Linked DNA regions of Mus musculus: all the other regions are linked to region 4. A link is a contact called in public Hi-C data. All regions are on one chromosome and are shown on one strand. The core of a region is the stretch at or near the end of the contact, and the rest is flanking DNA. Distances in the headings are between cores, read along the strand shown. Region 1 has its middle 19 kb from the start of Gm26839. Region 2 overlaps Gm19951 (predicted gene, 19951). Region 3 overlaps Gm26839 (predicted gene, 26839). Region 4 overlaps Efcab11 (EF-hand calcium binding domain 11).

The links. A called contact is a pair of places that touch in the nucleus more often than the background predicts.
Region 1: a contact with region 4 is called in a Hi-C map of bone marrow-derived macrophages, with 21 read pairs. The contact joins two enhancer-like sites.
Region 2: a Hi-C map of bone marrow-derived macrophages shows a contact between it and region 4, with 3 times the contacts expected there. The contact joins two enhancer-like sites. A contact is called at or near these places in 2 of 15 datasets of contacts at CTCF or cohesin (large pre-B cells and pro-B cells), 11 of 484 Hi-C or Micro-C datasets (B cells, the G1E-ER4 cell line, bone marrow-derived macrophages and 6 more), 7 of 115 datasets of contacts at active chromatin or transcription factors (T-cell acute lymphoblastic leukemia, bone marrow-derived macrophages, embryonic stem cells and 4 more) and 1 of 9 other capture datasets (liver).
Region 3: a Hi-C map of bone marrow-derived macrophages shows a contact between it and region 4, with 26 read pairs. The contact joins two enhancer-like sites. A contact is called at or near these places in 3 of 484 Hi-C or Micro-C datasets (CD8 T cells, bone marrow-derived macrophages and nephron progenitors).

What each region holds. Positions count from the first base shown.
Region 1 is chr12:99,543,391-99,546,090 of GRCm38.p6, reverse strand. It overlaps a transcript of Foxn3 not described here. Among named protein-coding and RNA genes, the nearest start is that of Gm26839, 19 kb to the left of the region's middle. Within about 2 kb of position 1,405, at least 35 of the 459 cell types and tissues checked have an H3K27ac peak or open chromatin away from gene starts, as enhancers often do. A contact at or near this core is called in bone marrow-derived macrophages, where this site is marked.
Region 2 is chr12:99,645,885-99,648,584 of GRCm38.p6, reverse strand. Gm19951 (predicted gene, 19951) reads right to left here. Exons shown (of 2, transcript NR_166738.1): 2 at 1,364-2,441. Among named protein-coding and RNA genes, the nearest start is that of Gm19951, 4.1 kb to the right of the region's middle. Within about 2 kb of position 1,449, at least 65 of the 459 cell types and tissues checked have an H3K27ac peak or open chromatin away from gene starts, as enhancers often do. A contact at or near this core is called in B cells, bone marrow-derived macrophages, centrocytes and 2 more, where this site is marked.
Region 3 is chr12:99,607,411-99,610,110 of GRCm38.p6, reverse strand. All of the region lies in intron 2 of Gm26839 (predicted gene, 26839), which reads right to left. Gm35644 (a long non-coding RNA gene) reads left to right here. Exons shown (of 4, transcript XR_001780667.2): 4 at 1-15. Among named protein-coding and RNA genes, the nearest start is that of Gm35644, 11 kb to the left of the region's middle. Within about 2 kb of position 1,345, at least 31 of the 459 cell types and tissues checked have an H3K27ac peak or open chromatin away from gene starts, as enhancers often do. A contact at or near this core is called in bone marrow-derived macrophages, where this site is marked.
Region 4 is chr12:99,788,320-99,791,019 of GRCm38.p6, reverse strand. All of the region lies in intron 5 of Efcab11 (EF-hand calcium binding domain 11), which reads left to right. Among named protein-coding and RNA genes, the nearest start is that of Efcab11, 94 kb to the left of the region's middle. Within about 2 kb of position 1,264, at least 98 of the 459 cell types and tissues checked have an H3K27ac peak or open chromatin away from gene starts, as enhancers often do. A contact at or near this core is called in B cells, bone marrow-derived macrophages, centrocytes and 2 more, where this site is marked.

The DNA of each region.
Region 1 (2,700 bases), core at 156-2,655, 250 kb after region 4:
TCCACGTGTGTGTGCACACAATACACACACACACACACACACACACAGAGAGAGAGAGAGAGAGAGAGAGGGAGAGAGAGAGAGAGAGAGAAGAGCTAGGTACCGTTCCCATCTTTTAGGAGCCCCGTACTTCCTTTCCCTTTATTGACTTTAGGTTTTGCTTAAGCAGGCAGACCTTCTACCTCCAGGCCAGAGTTTAGCAAATCTACAACCAAGGCGCTCGCCAGCTCTGAAGGAGTCCCAGGGCTGCAGGACATCTCAGCTTGACTGGACCCCGGCTGCTGGCCTCAGTGTCCCCCAAGTTAACGCATTAATCCCTTTGTTGTTAGGCTCCCCGTTGCCAGTGCTTCATTTTTATGTTCTGTTGCTTAGAAAACGACAGTGACATATGGACGGAAGTTAAATTGTTGGAATCATATTCTGTTTTCTTTTCGCTGAGTGGTTTTCTTTCTCCCATGCCATGTACTATGGATGGGAAAGTCCCCTGACATTGCTGTAACTCTGATCTATTATCCACCTGCTAGGATGTAAACACTGTGCATGTGGCAAATCGCTTTATATGCCAATAAAGCCTGTGTTTTGGAAAAATGTCGGACTGTTTGTATCCAAAACATTGTTTGGAATCAAGTTCTCTAAAACAGGCAAATTAAGAATAGGAAGTGATATCCTGAATAGCATCATTAAAATTCCAGGAAAGGACAGACATCTTGCAAATGCAAGATGTGGTGAGGCTATAATTAGGCAGCAACCACACCACTGGTCTGCTTGAGAATACTGCTTCTCCTTAGACTCTGTTCCTGTCTGACCAAGAAGAGTCACTGTAAGGATGATCCAACAGGCAGGGCTAGCCTTCTCAAAGGCTACTACACCAGGCCCTTCACTACTGTGGCTTTTTCTTTTATAAAATAGGGGATAGAATTTTGTACAAAAGAGCAGAGTATAGCATTTTAAAATAAACTAGAGGAAGAGAAGGAGGCATACGGCTTGTCATATAGAGCTTGTCAGGTTTTTTTCTCCACTCCAAAACTTCCCAGACATGTATTAGTATACACACACACACACAAAATCTGTCTTATTTACTAAATCTCAGGGCATCAATGACATACAGGACCTGACAGACTGACATCATAGTGAGTTCCATCTTGCTGATGCCGTGAGGTACTGAGTGTCCCTGCCCCAGTGAGCATTTGTTCCTTTCTCTCTTTAGCATCAAATAGCACAAAGGAAAGAGTCAAGAACTAATAATTTTCCTATGGGCACCGTGGTCTTTAAGTGTGTATTTTTAGCAGAGGGCGTCCTTTGTTGTGGTTAGGTTGACCAAACATTCTGCTTTGTTTGTGGTGCTTCTGGTCTGTGCCCGCAGACGCAGTGAGGTCCCCACTGATGTCTATTTTTATCTCCCATCAGCGTCCTCATTTGCATGATAAGTTTTGCTCACCTAGCTAGCTCGCTCGCTCGCTCGCGTGGGCTGTCAGTGTGTCTAACATTAGCAGATGTAGTTTGTTCAGGTCTCCTCTTCTGCAGAGAAAAGTTGCTTACAATCAAAAAGAAGAAACAAAACAAAACCGGAGTCCTGGAGATCCATCAAGGCATTGAGGAACAAGGTTGAAGGTGAAAACCCACAGAAGGGAAGCTGAGCCTCTGGGCCTGTTTCCTGTTACTAGTGTGACTTTGTTAACCAATATCCATAATTCATATATCCAGAGGGCTAAAATGTAAGACAAACAATTGACCTTTTGGAATACTTGCTGCGGTTAAATCCCAGGAGAGCATGCTTTCTGGGGTGATAGAAACGACCTAAGATTGGATTCAGAGAAGGCTATGATGGTATGATTGGATTCATGAAAACCATTAAATGAATCCTTGTAGTTGGTGACTTTAATGGCGTGTAAATGGCTTCTTGTACTCCAAGGAAGTGTTTTCGGAGGCGAAATGGATGGATTCAATAAAGGGGATGCCAGTGAAGAGAGAATTGGTGACTTAGAAGATGGAGCAGAAGGAAATAAAGCCCAAGGCTGGAGTGTACTTCTGTGGGGCCCTGGAGTCTGTCCTCAGTGCCAAAGTAATAATGAGATAGCAACAAGAACAGTGACACCGGGAGGTGGCAGCACAGACAATAAACAAGATCATGAAGACATAAAATGTGGTAGGAATACCCCACAGATATGTAACTGTATATTCATCAAGAGAGAGAAAATGAGACAGAAGAGGTGTTTGTGGGGGGCAGTGTTTCAGGTTTTGTTGTTTCTGTTCTATTTTGTTTTGTTTTGTTTTGTTTTGAAGCAAGCTCTCCCACCGTAGCCCTGGCTGGCCTAGAATTCTCTATGTACAACAAGCTGGACTGAATTCACAGAGGTCCACCTGTTTCTGCCTCCCGAATGCCAGGATTAAATGCACGTGCCCCCATGCCCAGCTTCAAGTTTCTGTAACCCTTATTTATTTACTGTGGGTGTATGTGTGCGTAGGGAGGGGCACATGCTGTGACTGTGTGTGAAGGTCAGAGGGCACTTTATGAGATTTGGCTTTCTCCTTAAACCATGTGGGCCCTTGGGATTGAACTAAAGTTGTCAGGCTTGGCAATGTGCAACTTGACCTGCTGAGCCATCTCACAGGCCCAGAGAATGTTGGGGAAGCCCTAAGATATGGAACAGTGTACATACATATATACATATATATGTGCTCGTGCACACATACTCTAGC
Region 2 (2,700 bases), core at 200-2,699, 140 kb after region 4:
CAGGAGGGAGAGGCAGGCGGGTTTCTGAGTTCGAGGCCAACCTGGTCTACAAAGTGAGTTCCAGGACAGGCAGGGCTATACAGAGAAACCCTGTCTCAAAATAAAATAAAATAAAATAAAATAAAATAAAATAAACTTCTGACTGCATCTGTTTATCACATCACCTGATAATTATCTGCTGGATTTTGACTAGATAGGATGTACATTTGGACTTAAAATATAGACTTTAGGCTGCAGAGAAGGCTCCAAAAAGAGCTTGTCACATAAGCAAGAAGAGACTGGAGAGTTGGGATCTCCAGGTTCCACATTAATCCTGGCGTCCCTCCTGTAACTCCAGCTTAGAAGGCTGAGATGGAAACTCCAGAGCAGGCTATCCAGCAAGACTATCTGTATCTGTGTGCTCTGGGTTTGATTGAGAGACCCTGCCTCAAAAGAAAAGGAAGGAAAGGGACAAGAATGATTCCTGACATCAGCCTATGGCCTTACACATAAATGTGTGCCCCACACATGTACACATGTACACACACATACACACATATAAGAAAAAGAAAAATATGTAGACTTTTTCAATGAGCTTAAAATGCCCAGGTGCTTCTGGCATCAGTGTCCTGAAGCCACAGGCATCAACCATTGGAAGAAAACCAAAGTCAAGAAAGGACATCTAAGAGTAGAAAGAGAACTTTCAAGGGCTGACAGGGTTCCACGGCTGTCTCAAGAACAACCTCTCTGTGTGGGCTAGGAGACACTGGGTCTCTAAAGTGCACGAGGACCTCAGCTGGACCCCTAGAATCCATGTTAAAAATAAAATCGAGATGCAGTGGTTTATGCTTGTAATCCTGACACTGGGGAAACAGGGACATCAGAACCCTGAAGCTCACTGGCCAGCCAACCGAGCCTACTTAGTGAGTTTCAATCAGTGAGGGACTTTGTTGAAACATATTTTTGACTATCTACCTAAAAATACTTATAGTACATATGAGGAGGGGGGAGGAAGAGGAGGGGGAAGGGAGGGAGGAAGACAGGGAGGGAGAGAAGGGACGGAGAGAGAGAGAGATGAATTTTTCCCACTATCTGAGCTGACAATGCTCACTCCGAGAGCCATAGAGCACCTAACAAAACCTCCAACACCAGGCATGATAAGCCTTCTTCTGCGTTGTTGGACAGAGGTGTCCATAGAACTCCTAAAACGTTATAGGACGTTGCTACTGCCCATTCTTACATTCTTACCCCCTGGATACGGAAAGTGTGGCTGAAGAAACCGTGCATTTCTGTCCTGACCCGCAGGACTCAGTTATTCGTGGGATCCGAGGGGGACCATGACTGAAAGAGAAACAAGGGAGAAAGAAGGAGCGAGACTAAGCAATGGTTGTCAAGGTCTGTTTATTGTGAGCAAGGTTACAGAATATAAGCAGTAAGAAGGAGGAAGTAAAGAGGGAGAACCTTGCCTGTGCCTCAGCCTGGGGGGAGGGGTAGTTCTGCTTAACTGCCTGGGAACGTAGTATCTACTCTTAGCTCAGGGAACATTCTGTGGTTTTCCTCAGAAAGTTTGCAGATACTATTATCTGATCTTGATATTCTGTCAGCTGTCATTTCAAAAGGTCAGAAGTTTCTCAAGAAGGGAGGGGAACTTTGGCTTATGGCTCAGTGTCAGTCTCCAACATTTCCCTCTCTTTTATATTATAGATGGAGCATCTGTCTTAGGCTACATGATGTGCATCCACAACCAGCACCCGACATGGTTGGGTCTGAGGGTAGAGTCTCTGTCTTAGGCTATGCAAATGGCCTCCATACCCAGCACTGTCAATTCAGAGTGGGCTCCTGGATCATGGACTCGCAATAATCCTGTCATTGAGATGCTCTACAGCCTATCATGGGTGTGCCTCCTGGTATGTGGCATCATGCTATTCCTGTCATTGATGTCTCCATAGCTTACCAAAGCACCCTTGGTCGGGGCCTGGGTCTAGGACTGTGAAATCTAGGCCTACCGAAGGGGTGCCTGGGGGCTCAGCATAAGTATCTTGGCCAATGTCTCAGACTTCAAGGTGACACTGGCTTCTTAAAGGCGACACTGGCTTCTTAAAGGCTGCATCTATTTCTGATTTTACCAAATCTGTGACCTTCCTAAATGCCCAGGGTCCAAAAGAGATAAGTAAAAGAAATCCTATCCGGGGCAAGGAGGGGAAGGAGGTAAGGCAACACTCCATTCCAGACACTCCACATGGGATTGGCGAAGAGTTCTTGACGTCTTTTTTCTAGGTCTTCTTGGTGTTTTCTGATTCTGTCTCCGACGATCCCAGACTTGTTTGTATAGAAACAGCATTTTTCCTGTAAAGCTAAGCAGATACCTCCCTTGTCTGCAGTTAGTAAATCAAGGCCTCGTCTATTTTGTAGGACCACTTTTGCCAGGGAATCCACTTGATCTTGAAGATCTTTTACTGACCCTATAAATGATAAACCATATTAACGTCATCAATCAACTGTTGGGACAGCTCATTGTAAGTATCTAGAGCCACCCCATCTCCAGCAGAGCCAGTAGCCAGTGCCCCAGATATCCCTAATCCAACCAAAAGTGGGATAAGCTGAACAGCTCCTTTATGTCTGGGGGACAAACATAGCAAAACTGGGCAGAGGAACAGGCTCGTCTCCTCGTATAATCTCTATATCTGGCGAAAGTAAGGCCGGCACACAGGAACCAGTCCA
Region 3 (2,700 bases), core at 96-2,595, 180 kb after region 4:
ATACCGAATACTGTTCCGGTTTACCAAGGGAAGCCTTTTTAAAAGGTTTTGGCCTTTCTTCTGAAGCTGCGGGGGGGTGGGGGGGGCACCACTGAGGATTGCAAAGGGAAGCACATAGTGTCCCCTCGTTTGTCTTCTGTGATCCAACTCCTGTCTGGACTGTCCAGCTGCTTAAAACACTGTCAGTGCCCTGTCACATGGGTTCCAAAAATAGCCCCTCCAGGAGACAAATGACGTGACCTTGGGTGCTGGCTATGCTCTGGATACGCTACTGGTGGGAGGATTCTGTCCATTGGGACTTTTTCCCTTCAGACTCAGGGATGTGGCTGGAGGCCATGCTGTCCTCAGCCTGTCTGTCTACTCTTAGGTTGGACAGTCTTAGAGTCTCTCTTCCATCTCCTCTTAAACTTGTATTTTCCAGAACAGCACCTAGATTTCTAGCAAGCAAACAGTACCTCCAGGCGTTCTGACGCAGGAGCTCTCACAGGGCATTAGCTGCCTTTGTATCACACTATTGTAACACTTGCTTCACTCCGCACTTTATGGCAAGCTGCCTTTCTACATCCTAGATTTTATACTTCTTCTTCTTCTTCTTCTTCTTTTAATACAAATGCTTTATTTAACAATTGTAGGTCATTCCATGGGCTAAATCGTGGATATCCAGAACCCAGCATCAAGCACAACCTTCGAGCTTCTCTTTCTGACTCCAATAGGGTGAGCATGTCACCCTCTCGAAGGGGGCCTTTGACATTTTGGATGATAGGGCGGCTGGTGTCACCCATAAATTCCACTCACACCTGCGTGCACTGTCCCTGCGAACCAATCCTGCCCAGCACTTTGGTTACCCTAGCCAGCTTGATGGGCTGCACGCGACTCGTGTCCATGATGGCGCTGATCTGGCGGAAAGATTTTACACTTCTTAAAACGAACATTCTCTTTCCATTTTCCTCTCCTCCCAGCTCAGGCCTTGCCCGTATCAACCGTTTCATAGTCACAGATCAACTGGCTTCAGTGGATGAACCGTTATCAAGCAAGAAGGAATTTTTTTTTTCTGCTCTGATTCGAGGGTCTGGTTGAACCTCAGGAGGAGACATGGGAAAGGCTGAGTAAGGGTCAGGGGATGCGACCTTTCCTTCTGACAGTTTGTCTGAATGTTTTCTCTCTCCCTTTATTACTGGGGATCAAAAGGAAGGAAGGAAGGAAGTGGTACGCGTGTGCCTTACAGGGCTTCTGCCAAGATCGATACTTTCTGTTTACAGATGATTTCCTTTCCATTTCTGTAGCGTTCTTACAAAGGGGAAAAAGAAGAAAAGAAGAAGAAGAAGTAAAGAGAAACTTGCAGCTGGGGAGAAGTCATTGGGAATTAAATGAATTTGTTGACCAGATTTTTTTTTTTTGACTAGCTAACACCATTCTATTTTCCCAATATCATTTTTTTAACTTTACTCATGTGACCCCACATTTTTCTTTTAAGGCTAGATATCTAAAAAAGAAGAAGAAAGAAAAAAGAAAAACAAAAAACTCATCTATTTTTGAGTTGAGTTGGTGTTTGCATGCGGGCACGTGGCTCTAGTAGATGCAGTTTACCACCATTATGCAATAAGTCTTTCACTTCTGCAGAAACACGAGGTCTATTTTTGCAGTTCCCACTCCTTGTGCTGAATGTAAAAGCCCCAGAAGGAGAGTGTTAAGAAAGTAAGGATTTATGCACCAGGCACACTCCCTCCGGGGCTGAGCCGAATACTTCCTTCTCCACGGTTTTGCAGGTGGTGTGGGTGGTGGAAGAATATTGAACTTATGCTGGGCTCCACTTTTCTAATTAGAACCTGAATCTTTGCCTCCTTGACCCAAAGGATGTCAAAGAAGGACACATTGAAGGCTCAATGGTTTGAATTCCTGTAAAATAGAAAATTTTGTTTCTCCCTCCTTTTTTTCTGTCCATATTCCTGAAGATTAAAACCAAACTTATTTTTCTTCCATTGGCTGCAGTGGTGGTTCTCTGTGTGTGTGTGTGTGTGTGTGCGCGCGCGCGCGTGTGCGTGTGCGCATTAGGCATCTTCCTCTGTCACTGCTTGCCTTAATTTCTGATGCAGATCTGTCAGTGAAGCTGAAGTTCCATCCGTTCAGCTAGACTGGCTGGAGTAGACCCCAGGGAGCACGGTGGCTCTGCTGCCCCAGCACTGGGATCATAAGTGTGTGCTGCCACACCCAGCTTTCTACAGGAATCCTTGGGATCCAAACTCTGTTCTTCATGCTTGCACAAAAGCACTTCGCTGAGCTACTTTTTAACCTCTCTTTGGGCTGCTTTTGATGACAGCTTCAGAAGGCTGAGCTTATTTCTAAAACAAAAACAAAAAAACCCTCACATTTTTTAACAAGTGGTTTTGAATTGCTGTGTTGTGTTTCTTTGAACTTTCTTCAAAAACCTGAAGGCCTGAGATTAGAATAATGGAGCCCAGACCCTTCTATGGCGTCTGCCATTTTTCTGATTTACTCAGGTGCTTAAACCTTAGGTTAAGCCTTATGAGTCTCCATCTGAGAGAAGAAAAGAGTGCTCAATTGCAAAGTAGTTAGTGATCTGGCAACGCCTCAAGGACGGTGCTGTCATCTTCCTGAGGTTGGAAAGATGGCGTAGCTATTGGGAGCAGGAGTGAAAGCCCAACCATGACCCATCATGGACGCCCACGATACTATCTCTGT
Region 4 (2,700 bases), core at 15-2,514:
CATATTCCTCGCCAAGCTGAATTGAACACTCCGAAGCGTGGCAGTGAGGGAAGGGACCGTGGAGATATTTTAATGTCACTGGTCATATTTACATCTCCTTAGCATATGACTTAATGAGACCTAATGTGCACATGTTTGTTTCTGTAAAGAAGCAGCCAGGCTCTATCCGGGTTTCAGTCTCGGAGAGGCTAGTGAAAGGTCTGAATCCCGTTTTCCTCCTGGTTTCTAATTGGTCCCTGTGAGGGAAGCCAATTACTTAAATGAAATGGGCTTCAAAGGCTGGGGACGAAGAGTAGTTAGCCCTGGCTTGCAGGTTCGCCTTTCCTTGGCTACAGAAAAAAATAAGCAAATGTCAACTTTCATGTGAACACTTGGAACAAGGAGGTGCCGTGGAGGGTGACAGGACCCAGCCTCCCCGGATGCCCCAGGCTGGCAGCTCACTCAGTGCTGGGGTGAGCTGGGGGAGCTCCCAGCTCCAGCTTGTTCAGGAGTGTGGCTTTAACTGTGTGGCCTGGTTTATCTTGAGGTACGCTTATAAATGCTATAGCACGCTTACTACAGGCTGGTTCAAATTTTTCCCACTTGGTAGAAACAAAGGAAGTAGAACCTCTAGCGAAGAATGGGTTGCTTTCTGGATGTTTGGGAGGTTGACTCTAAGTGGTAGCTTAAGTTCCTTCCCAGGCTAGTCCACGGGACAACTTTTAAGCCTTTGTGTGACTAACTTTAAACCTGTGGATTCTAACAGTGTTAAAGAAAGAATGGGGGGGGTGGAACAGGACACTTTTCTCTGCTTTTCTGAACCAGGATCAGCCTTAGGGGGTGGGGTGTCCTCCTCCCTCAGAGGTCCCTAGAATTACAGAGCATCATTGAAGATACCTGCCACTTCTTCCCTTTCTCCAACCTGTCCAGGCTCTCGTTCCTCAGTGGAGCTAGTCTCAATGTTAGTATTTTGATTTAACTGTTTCATACAAACACATAAATAAACAGTTCCTCAGGTTCTACCAGAGACATGTGCATTATTTAAATAAAATGCTTAATCATGTGCTTATTGAGTCATGCAAGCACAGAGAGAATCAAAGAATAATGTGAACGAGGCACAGATCACAAGTTTGGAGCCAGCTCGGGCCAGATAGTGAGATCCCATCTCAAAACAAACCAGGCCATGCAGGGGAAGTTCTTTAGAAGCCACAGTCACAGAGCTGTTGGCCGAAAACACTGACAGGGAGCCTGCTGCCTTGAGAGTCCCCAGCCAGCTCTGCCAGTCACCACTTCCTCCTTTGTGTTGTTTATGGCCCTTTAGGTCTCAGAAAATGCCCCATGGCAGCATCATTGTGCTGGCAGCAGTCTGGACTCCCGGTAGTGGGGAGGCCTCTAGAGGACTGGGTATTGCCCTGAGTTCTACATAAGTCACAGAGCATCAAAGGTAAGGGAGACATTGTCTGTCAAAGACACAGGTGCTGGCCTGAAGGAGAAGGCTGAGGCAAGGAACCAAATAGAGGAAAATTCTAGGGATTGTTGAGCAATTCAACCCCACAAATTGGTGATGAAAGCAAGTAGATCAGATTCCCCACTTCACACTTAAGTTCACAGCCCAGGGGGAAAATTGACCTGGGGTGAGAATCATTATGGGTGGTCTCTACCTGCCAGCCTCCAGAGCCAATTGTGAGTGAGCAAACCAGGGAACCTGAGGTCAGTGTGCCTTCTCTAGGGTGCCGTGGTGTAGCAGAGACCTGGATAAGGCTTGGAGAAATAGTGGGAACAATGAACTGAGCCTGGGGCAGGCTTCTCAAGAGACTTGAGTTGTGTGTGAGACTCTGGGGGGAAGCACCCTCCTGTGCCTTCAGGGAATTGCTAGGAAGACTTGGAAGAGGAGATACTGTCTACAGGAGGGAGACCCTGAGAAGACAGACACAGCTGTCCTGTAGGCCTCCTAGACCACCACAAGGGTTTTATCCCCAGCGTGTGGGACTTGATCTTAAGAATCTTAAACCAGAGAGACGGTTTATACTGTGTGGCCCTGACCATTGGATTAGCTGGGGTTGAGAGCTACAGGATCTTCGTGCGGGTGGTTGAGATCTGAGGGAGACCAGAAGGGGCCATTATCCCACCATGCCATTTGGGGTATGTTCTATTTTAGATATATTTCTGATTATCACTTACACCACGAATGAACTTCTATGATTGAAAACTCCATCTCTTTTGAAACTCAAGTCTACTAACAGCCTGGCAGAATTGTAGCCTGGATAACATTTTGAAGAACCTTCCTTTTCAAATTAGGTGCCCCTTCCCTTTCTCCATGCCTCTGTCCCCATCAGACTACTGGATGGTTCACCCGTCATTCTCTAACAACACCTGCTTTCAAAAGTGGCTCTGTCCAATGTGACCTATATGAACTTGATGCAATTTTGAGCCAGCTTGTCACCTTCCTGAGTATAACATGTGGTCAGTTTAACTTTATTCACCTTAAGTGAGAAAAGGCGTCTGTTGGCTCTGTCTGCTGAATCGTCCAGACTAGCTTTGGCTGTAATTCCACCGGGCTTCCTTCTTTCAGCCTTAGCCTCACTGTGATCTTGGACCAACTCCCCCCGAGGCTGTCACGGTGCCTGCAGCAGCTCTAGGCCTCCACTCACAATCTCATCAACCCGGGTTAAGAGTGTTGTTCTGCTCAAGGGCCAGAATTTCTGGGTTCTCTCTAGTGTG